Linked DNA regions of Mus musculus: region 2 is linked to region 1. The links are chromatin contacts, called in public promoter capture Hi-C maps. All regions are on one chromosome and are shown on one strand. Each heading gives the region's core, a stretch centred on a gene start, on an enhancer-like site or on the middle of the called end of the contact. The rest is flanking DNA. Distances are from core to core; before and after follow the strand shown. Region 1 has its middle 89 kb from the start of Larp4b. Region 2 overlaps Dip2c (disco interacting protein 2 homolog C).

Region 1 (5,128 bases), core at 1,952-4,451:
GGGGCAGTCACCTGACCACAGTGACATAACCGGACATCAGAATTCAGCATCCTGGGGGCCTTTGAGACACAGTTCTTGCTGGATTAAAAATGTTTTCTGTCAGAGATAGTCACCGACTCATAAAGCCATGGAGAAATGTCTTTCCTGGGGTCGGAACATATCCCAGTGGACGGGTCTTCTCGGGTTCCTGATCTGGCCGAGCCCAGCCTGACTTGTGTCGGCAGCCTTACTGTGTCTGATGGATGATGCATCAGCTCTACTTTGAGACGTACTGAGTTACCTCAGGAAGCCTGGAGGACCCTGGACCCTGGAATGCTGCTGGTGGTGTCAGACACAGGCAGGTGAGGAATGTCCTCTGCTGCTGTACTTCTGGGACATGTAAATGTGGCCCCATCAGAACCAATAGGGTCAAAACCCCTTGATAGTGGGCCCAACACCCAATAGTGTAAAGTGTCCCCTGGAGATTGATACACTGAGTCACAGGCAGATCTGGATTTGGGAAAAGCTGCTGGCCCTGGAAATGGGTGCCTTGAGGGTACACACAGCTCTCTGCCCAGCCCTGCATATGCTAGCCTCTGTGTGTGTGTGTGTGTGTGTGTGTGCTCATCATAGGTGCAGGCATCAGAACAGATTTGATGGGATACCACCTTGCCATATTGAACAATAGTGTCTTTACTTCTCAAAGTCAGCTCAGCAGAGGCCTTCGGATGAAACTCCAGGTGATTCGGGTCTGGGCAAAAGGCCAAAGGCCCGGGTGCAGCTATGACCTGCAGAGCACTCACCCTGTTTGGAGGAAGTTGCCGGCTTTGTTCTCAGGTGCACAGCTGTGGCCCCTGGGCCCTGACAACGTGCCATGAAGCTGCTGAGGTCAGGTCCCCTCCTTCCCAACTCAACAACCCATCCCACACTTAGTTCAAAGCAACAGGTCCTGGGTTTCTTGTCAGCGAATGTACAGGCATCTCTTGTATAAATGCTACTCCAGTGAGGGGAGTGGCCGTTGCGGGTAGAGTCCTACTCGGATCTGAGCAGAGCTGGGCATCAAGGTAGCCTTGAAAGAAAGGAGAAATGGCTTTAGAATACCAGGGCCAAACCACCCATAGGTGTAGGAAGCCAACTCTAAGATGGCACCGGTTTCCGGTATGCCGTTGTCATAAACAACATCAGTGCAGGTGTAAGCCCGAGTCTGGCGCCAACCCCTCCCGAGCGGGTACATGCTAATTAGGTGACAGCAGTTCAACCTATCCCAGGAGGACATGAAGCCTTTCCCTGTGCTCGGGTGCATATAAGCAGACCTCCCTGGGTGCCCGGAGTCCCCGTAGCAGCATCGAGGCGATCCTGCAATAAAGGCTGTTGAGACGAATCTGACCGTGTTGTGGCTTCCTTGCCGGGCGCGACATAGGCACAGCAAGAATGATACATTTCTATACCATATAGAATTACAAAGTGACAGTAAGCCTTATTGCTGAAGACTGCAATATATTTCTCAGTGACCATGGGGAAGTCGAGCTGGCACCCAACTAGAGTTTACATCCCTACTAACTGGTGTTCACAGTACTGGAAGGTGCTCTGCACACTACCAGAGAAGAGAGCTAAACACCAACCCAGCTACAAACCCTGTCATCTGAGGCAGTGACCTGCCTGTGATATGTGTAATAGTAGAAAAAAAAAATATGTGAGAATAACTGATCACTCAGTATCTGACTGTACTGAAGGCTCATGCCATGGGATGGAACCCCATGCCTGGGGCAGTTCCAGACACAACAGGACTGAAGCACACAAGAACTCACAGACTGCGTCAGCTAGATAGGACACCAGGGCTGAGGGGAAAACAGGCATGTGCTCCCACCCATAACCAAGAAGCGATCTCAAACTGACAATAATTTGCAAAGGAAAGATTTGTTTGCTCCAACTGCATCTCACTGGGCATACACACCCCATGCCAAGGCCAACACAAAACAAACTCAATGGTATCTTTGTAGAGTTTTTGGTTGGTTGGTCCCCCCTGCCCCCATATTCTTTGTTTGGATTTCTTCTTCCTTCCTTCTTTCCTTCTTTCCTTCTTTCCTTCCTTCCTTCCTTCCTTCCTTCCTTCCTTCCTTCCTTCCTTCCTTCCTCTCTCTTTTTTAAAGATTTATTTATTTACTTTATGAATATGAGTACAGTGTCGCTGTCTTCAGACATAACAGAAAAAGGCATCAGATCCCATTACAGATAGTTATGAGCCACCATGTGTTTGCTGTGAATTGAACTCAGGACCCCTGGAAGAGCAGTCAGTGCTCTTAACTGCTGAGCCATCTCTCCAGCCCCTCTTTCTCTCTTTTCTTTTTTCTTTTCTTTTCTTTTCTCTTTTCTCTTTTCTCTTTCTTTCTTTCTTTCTTTCTTTCTTTTCCTTCCTTCCTTCCTTTCTCTCTCTCACTTTCTCTTTCTCTCTTTCTTTTTTTTTACTAGTCTTTTGCTCGTTTATTATGATTTCCAATTTTGTGTTTTTTTTATGGGGTTTGTGTTTCTTGGCTTTTGTTTGTTTGTTTGTTTGTTGTTTATGAAGACAGGGGTTTCTCTTTGTAGTCCTGACTGTTCTGGACAAGACTGGCCTTGAACTCAGAAATTCACCTGCCTCTGCCTCCTGAGTGCTGGGATTAAAGGCCACCACCATCAGGCTTGTTTGTTGTTTGCTTTCTAAAGGGAGAAAGAAAGATGTGTGAGCAGATGAGTTGGGCATCAGGGTAGCCCTGAAAAAAAGGAGAAATGGCTTTAGAAGACCAGGGCCAAGCCACCCGAAGGTGGGAAGAGCCGAGGAGAAAATGACAGAGGGAAAACCTGTCGTCTGAATAGATTGCATGAAACGATATGTTTTCAACTTAAAAATAAGAACAAATCACATATATGTAAATATATCACATATTTGTGTATATATCCTACCTACCTACCTACCCGTCTGTCTGTCTATATCTATCTGTCTGTCTATCTAATCTATCTAAATATTCACATCCATGAGCAGTAGGGTCTCCGGCAGTCTCTGAAGAACTCTCGCCAAATTTCTTCTACAAGCACCAGGAGGAAAAGGATGAAGCTGTCTCAAGACCAAGCTCGGTGTCTTTGCCTTTTAAACAAGAGTACAAAAGAGATCCTCCTACCTTCTCTTGCTGCAAACAAAGGGACTTCCCTCGAGTGCTTTAGGGTGAGGATCGAGCACCCCCGTGTGGTGGTGAGTCCTACACTGCATCGTCAGGACGCGGACCTTTAGAAATCAAGTCCTTTAAGTTTCTATATACACCAGAGATTTCAAACGTTTTCAGTGTTAGAAAAAAATTAAAAGAATAAAAACTGTTCTGGGCTGGTGCTGTAGGAGGGGTATAACTCAGTGGTATAACATGCTCGCCTAGCATTCATGAAGCCCTGGGTTGAGTCCCCAGGACCACACACAGCTTCCAAGTCTATAATTGCAGTACTCAGGATCTGGAAGCAGGGAGATTTGAAGTTCAAGGTCATGTTTAATTACATAGTGAGTTAGAAGCCAGTCTGGGATACATGAGACTTTGTCTTAAAACAAACAAAAAACAAACAAAAACAAAAAACAAAACACCCAACCAACCAACTAAATAAACAAAACCCAGCAACATTAAGAAAAAAAACGGGACCTGTTTTATACCAATGCATGTTGGAATCGCTGTATTTCAGCCTGCCAAATCAAATAAGGTCTTTTGACATTAATTTCACCAGCATTTTCTATGTTTTACTGGGATGAGCACACTTGTACACAGGGCTCGTGCTGTTTATATCACAGTACAGAGTTTAACCCTACTGAGCCTCATTACAAGCTTTGGCTGAACTTAACAAACAGCAACAAATGGGTCTTTGGCTACCTGACCTAGGCTGGGCAAATAGTCAAGGAGGCAGGAAGTGGGAGGCTGGGCCCTTTGCTCTCTCTCTGCCTGTTTATTGGAGTCCTGACCTGAGGTTAGGGAGAGGTCCTGAGGCACTGAGGCAGAGCTGACTCCGGAAATTTCCAAAGCACGAGGGAACAGTGTGAGCAGCATGTGATCACCACATATCTGACACGCAGGACATTTGCTTTGCTGTGCATCTGACAGTGAGCATAGATGCCACGCTGGGGGCTGTGTTGCAGACCACTCTGGCTGGGCGATCCCTTGTCATCAAGGTGGCCTCTGTCCCATGGGAGCGCTTCACTGAAAGAGTCCCTACCCTCACAGGCCCTTTAGGGACTCTGTGGTTGCCACTGGAGATGAACCTACCTCCTTGTGTGTCTAAGAGGAGTGAGACCCGGTTTCCCCGATTCTAAAAAACAATTTGTGGATGCTTTCGGTGGCGTTAACCCATTTTTTTCCTTGACCTCAGATGCACGAGCAGACACTGCAGGTATCAGGGGGCTCTCTGGACTTTAGAACCCCATGCTCCTTAACCATGACAATCCTCTATATATGGGAAACAATATTTTGTTTACTTAGTCTAGTCAAGAATACCATTAAATCTCTATTTCAACTTGACAGGACCTACAACCACCCAGGAGAGAGAGCTTTGGGTGCGTCTGTAAGGAAGTCTCTAGACTGCATTGACTGCACCGATTGTTATTGTCCTAAATGTGGGCAGTACTGTTCCTTGGGCTGGAATCCACGCTGCCTGGAAACGAGAGCATAAGCTAGGAACATGAGGGTTGATCTCCAGTTAAAGCTCAATGGCGATACAGTCCATGGTGGCGGGGAAGTCCCGGCCACAGGAGCAGGAAGCAGCGGTCATACCGGTAACAGTTAGGAAGCTGACGGAGAACAAGGAGGGAGGCTTAAACCTCCAGGCCTGCTCCTAGTTTAACCTACTTCCTCCAGTGAAGCTCCGCCTCCTAAAGGCTCCAAAACCACCACCCTCAGGGTACTGTTCAAAGAAATGACCCTAAAGGAGAATTTCATATTCTCACCACAACACCGTGAATACCTCACACACTAGGAGAAGATAGTAGATGGCTGATTACTCTGGGGATTCTAATAAAAAACAAGTAAACAACGCGATGAGTTTTAAGTTACGATAGTGCAGCTATAAACCAAACGGTGTGTGGCAGGGCGCAGGCTGCCAGCCTCTGTGAGGACCACGGCCATGTCGCGGGGTATTTGAACTA
Region 2 (5,128 bases), core at 752-3,251, 210 kb before region 1:
CAGACTGGTCCCACCTCTATTAATCAACAATTAAGAAAACTCATCAGCATGCATGTGGGTGAATCTGACACAAAATTTTACTCAATTGAGGTTCCCTCCTCACAGGTAACTCTAATTTGTGTCGAGGTGACAAAACAAACTATACACAAAGACAGAAACCCACATACATATAAATGCCTTCTATTGTGTGGTAAAATGTACAATAATGTGTAACCTACCATGTTCTGACTCCAGCACTATGAAACAAGATGGTTTACAAAATTATTTGGCCACTATTATTTCCACACCAATATGCAACAGAGAAATATTCAAGCATATTTCCTCTAAAAGATAACTTTGCCATGCTAAATGAACTCAGACCACCACCAATAAAGAACAGTTACAGCCAAAGTACTTCTATAAACACTATTTCCTCATGAAAACCAAAGTGTTTTCTGTAAATGCTTTTCATGCTCTGGGGATACACTAATTATCAGCTTTCCAGACTAACAATGGCCATTGCCTCTCCAGAGAAACAGTGTGATCAAAGAGTCTTGAGAAACTGTATGCCAGCCAGTCCAGTCACCAAGCTCCTTGTGTTATCAGGAAACCATCTGCCATGGGAAGAAAATCATCCTTTGTTACATGTTAGGGGTAAGTAAAACCCAGGGAAAGAAGTACCCTGCAGAGAGGGAAAGAGGAACCAAAACAGCTTCCCAAGGAGACACCACAGCCAGGACTTCAGGAGAGGCAAAACACAAAGTTTGCCAATTCCAAAGATGACAATTTGGAAGAAGTGATTTAATATTTACATTAAATAAATGAGTTATTTTTGTAACAACTAGTCAAACTCCTCCTCTTAAATTTTTTTCTTTTGCTAAATCACTAAGTTTCATTCCTTTATTAAATTTAATCACTTTGTTGGAACAAGTTCACAAATAAAATACACAAAGCTAGATTAAAGTAGACACTCAAACATTTCCAAGTGACAAACTGCACATCTTAGTGAACATCTATACAGTTAGAGTGACCACTCTAAAGCCACGGAGGATTGAGCTTTGCACCTGGGAGAGCTAATCTTAGTAATCCTAAATTGACAGCAGTGGAGTCAACTAAAATCCAAGCATCTGGACATGCCTGGGAAGGATTTTCTTGATTGTATCATTTGAAGTAAGAAGACCCACCGTAAATCTGGGCCACATCTTTTGGTGGCAGTCTACACAAAAGGACATGGAAGAAAAAAAGCTTTGCCCTTTCCTCCTGGCCCTCACACTCTGCCAAGCTCATCTATTACCAGAGCATTCCTTTACTAGTATTAGAACCTCCTTTTTTGTTGTTATTGTTTTGTTGGTTTTGGTTTTTTGGTTTTTCAAGACAGGGTTTCTCCGTGTAGCCCAGGCTGTCCTGGAACTCACTCTGTAGACCAGGCTGGCCTCGAACTCTGAAATCCGCCTGCCTCTGCCTCCCGAGTGCTGGGATTAAAGGCGTGTGCCACCACTGCCCAGCTAGAACCTACTTCTTTAGGATTCCAACACTGAAAGCCAGCCAGGATATCCCATCCTTGTGGACTGAACTACCACCAGATGTTCTGCCCTTTCTTATCAATTGGCAGTCATTGTTGGATTTAGCTGGATGACAACCTATAAATCACTCTAATACATCTTATGGGTGTGTGTGTGAGAGAGAGACAGAGAGACAGAGACAGAGACAGAGACAGAGAGAGAGAGAGATTTTTCTCATTTTATCACTCTTTATTCCTAGAGAGCCCTAATACATACTTTCAATCGCACACCACACACACACACACACACACACACACACACACACACACACAGGGTTGGAAGGAGGGGAGGGGCTTTATATCCTCTTTTATGACGCAGGCCCTTTTGTTTATACTCCATCCACCCTCATCATCTCAACACCTTTTGTTTTAAACCAGAAAAATCTTGTGGCTGTGCTCAGCTTAGCCTTTCAAATACCATCTTCTTCCCAGTGACTCATCTGACCTTGGATAAGCTAATCACTCTCATTCATATTAAAACAAGTTAAACAACTTCCTCTTTCTTAGAACAGTATCCATGTGCCAAGAATGTAATCGCATGCATTAATTAATGATTTCTCTGATCACTCATGTTAAGGTTAATTAAGGAATCTGGTTTCAACCGTATGGGGTTGCAGGGTCAATTTACAGGCAAGTACTCCAAGTGAGGAAAAGGGCTTCATCATTAGCATTACAAGTATTTCCACAGTATCTACTGAGGGATAACAAAGGAAAAGTTTACGAGAATAAATTACTGCCAAGTGCTTATTCAGTACTTAAATGAAAGGCAATTTATTCCGTATGATGTTACTTTTAAAAATGATACTTTTTAAAAAAGATTTATTTACATCCCCTTAAGTGGTAAATTTACCAGTGATTTTAAACACTTGAATTTTAGTGTACACACAACTTCACAAGAAGTTAGACAGGACTGTGGCTCAAAAGCATGTAGTAGACAGCAAAAGAGGCATGGATGAGACCTAGCTGGTCCACTGCTTTATTGGGTGGTCTTTGACTTGTTTGTAAGTTTCTCCCTAACCTCACTTTCTAAGTAAGTAAATGAGGGTAACATCTATTTCTATGGGCTTCTCCATACAAGATGCTGGGTACATGTATGGAAAACAGCTCACTGCTGATCCACAGTCAGCCCCTTGGTAAATGAACTCACTCCTACTATATCATCACCACAATAATTACAAAAACGCTGCCAGCACAATACTCTGAGTTTTCAAGACATCATGGTAACAAGTGAGTGAGTGTGTGTGTGTGTGTGTGTGTGTGTGTGTGTGTGAGTGAGTGAGTGAGAGAGAGAGAACACAAACATACAACACACACATCTACAAAGCCCACACTCATGTCCACAGATAGCTGACCTTCTGCAAAAGCTACACAGTTTAGTTTTTCCTGCTCTAAGACAAGAAGAACACAGCCTTGAGAGGACAAGCAATATGAAGCTGCTTTGGGATAAAGTCTAGGATACCAGGCCTGGGTTGGTTACTGCCTAGCATATCTCAGTAAATGAGAAAGATATGTTGCCACAGCACCCATAGTGGTTACTATTGGTACTGTACCTGCTTGCAGATGCTTCCCAACAACTATACACCCACCTAGTTACCAACCAAGATCAACTATTCAGACAGAATAAGATAGGACAGTTATGATCATCTCTAAAAGAAAAAATTACGTTAAAGTATTCCCTTTTTGAAATGTTTAGGGTGGTCAGGAACATCTCTACCTGTCATATGACAGGTTCCAAATAATCTCCAAGCCTGCAACCTAACCAGTTTTTCTTTCGGTGGAATAAGCAGAGAGTACTAATCAGACAGAGGGGGTGGGTGTCAGGCAGAGCGACTCTTAGAAGGTAGAAAAATAATACATTCATTTAGAGACCACCCTTCCACCCCGACCCAAGTTGGTAACTCAGCATTTCCTCCCCATGCATTCTAGGTCCCTTTTGCACAAAGAAGTACCATCCACCCCAGAATCATCAGTGTACTCACAAAGGCAAAGGCTGCATCCACCTGAACCCTTCTTTATCTTCAAATGGCTAAAGAGTCACTTCTCTCTGTGTGGTGGCTTCAATGTCTCAGCCAATATGGCAGAAGGACCCTTGCATATAGATGCACATATGCACAAGCACCCACCTGCTCACATGTGCACATGAATGCTTGCATTTCAGACCCTCAAATATACCACAGGCTGACAAAGAACACACCCGTGATGCTCTGTTGCATCTCAGGGCTGTAGGAGAAAACTGTCAGTCATCACAGTTGTAAGACTACTACCCTTTTTGTAAGCAGCATAGATGTAGACAAGATGGGTTTAACTATAAGACACCAATATTGGGGTGCTTTTATTTAACAAGATTCAGCTTTTTTGTTCATTTGCTGGTCAATGTTACAGCAAGCATGGGAGAGTCCTCTAGAAACACTCAAGCACACATATATTGAAACACAGGGATAAGACAAGCATTACACACACATGGGCATGCACACTAGCTGTGGTGGTTTGGATAAGAATGACCCCATAGGCTCATATAGTTCAATATTTAGTCCCCATTTGGTGGGACGGACTGGGAAAGATTAGAGGCGTAGCCTTGTTGGAGGAGGTGTTGAGGGAAGGCTTTGAGGTTTCAAAAGACTTGTGCTAATCCCAGTGCTCATTTACATGTGCATTCTCATCCTTATGATTGTAGATCAAGACATGAGCTCTCAGCTTTTTAGTCACTGCCTCTGAACCCCATCATGGACTCTAACCCTTTGAAACCTTAAGCCAAATTAAACACTTTTTATAAATTGTTTTCCCTATGATATATCACCTCAGCAACAGAAAAATAACTGGCACACCAGCCTAGAAATTATCTACTCAACAGCTTCTGCACTTCCTCGTTCTACTTCCTCATCCCATCAGCATCGGACCTAACACCCAGGGGAGCTGTGTCTTCCAGGCAAACTGATCACTCAAGTTTTCATTAAGTGCCTGTTAGTCTCTCCTTGACTCACTTAAGCTTGTTTGAGACTGGAAATGATTTCCATGGGTTTGGAATTCCCTCCACCCATGTCACAAGATTCTCCCCTGGAGGAGAAAGCAGTAAGCGATATGAGATCTATTGGATATGTGCCCCTTTAACCATAAAACATTATCTTCTTTCAAAAAAGAAGAGACACAATTTGACATTGGAGCAGGCATCAGGGGACACGGTGACAGAGGCGCAGGGACGCCGTCCGCGGGCGCTCGGAGCAAGGGTACCGCAAGCTTGGGCCCTGGCCAGAGTGCAAGCACAGGCGCGCTGCCCCAGAAGCGCGGGCACGGGCAGCAGGGCGCGCGGGAGATGGGGAGCAGAGGCTCGTGGGCGGCCTATGGCCCGCCTCCCTCGGTAAGTACAGTCCCTGCCCTACTTCGGGAGGAGCCTCTAACCCGGGGTCTGGGTGAGGGACTAGGGGTTCGTTTAAGGAGCAGAGTTTCCCAGAGATGACCAGTGGCCGCAAGTGTGGCCGGCTGAGAGAGGTACACTCAGTTTCCCAGCCCCTTACACTGGGGTAAAGGAGTAGAGTAGCTGGTGCGATCCGTTCATAAGTGACAGGCACTTTCCAGCAGCCCAACTAGTCC

The links. Promoter capture Hi-C pulls out the DNA fragments that hold promoters and counts their contacts.
Region 2: a contact with region 1 is called in a promoter capture Hi-C map of neural stem cells. The contact joins two enhancer-like sites. A contact is called at or near these places in 1 of 39 promoter capture datasets (neural stem cells), 8 of 484 Hi-C or Micro-C datasets (CD4 T cells, embryonic stem cells, granulosa cells and 4 more), 3 of 115 datasets of contacts at active chromatin or transcription factors (bone marrow-derived macrophages, embryonic stem cells and kidney) and 1 of 9 other capture datasets (embryonic stem cells).

The regions. Positions count from the first base shown.
Region 1 is chr13:9,180,129-9,185,256 of GRCm38.p6, reverse strand. No RefSeq gene overlaps it. Among named protein-coding and RNA genes, the nearest start is that of Larp4b, 89 kb to the right of the region's middle. Within about 2 kb of position 3,201, at least 30 of the 459 cell types and tissues checked have an H3K27ac peak or open chromatin away from gene starts, as enhancers often do. A contact at or near this core is called in granulosa cells and neural stem cells, where this site is marked.
Region 2 is chr13:9,387,469-9,392,596 of GRCm38.p6, reverse strand. All of the region lies in intron 1 of Dip2c (disco interacting protein 2 homolog C), which reads right to left. Among named protein-coding and RNA genes, the nearest start is that of Dip2c, 110 kb to the right of the region's middle. Within about 2 kb of position 2,001, at least 10 of the 459 cell types and tissues checked have an H3K27ac peak or open chromatin away from gene starts, as enhancers often do. A contact at or near this core is called in granulosa cells and neural stem cells, where this site is marked.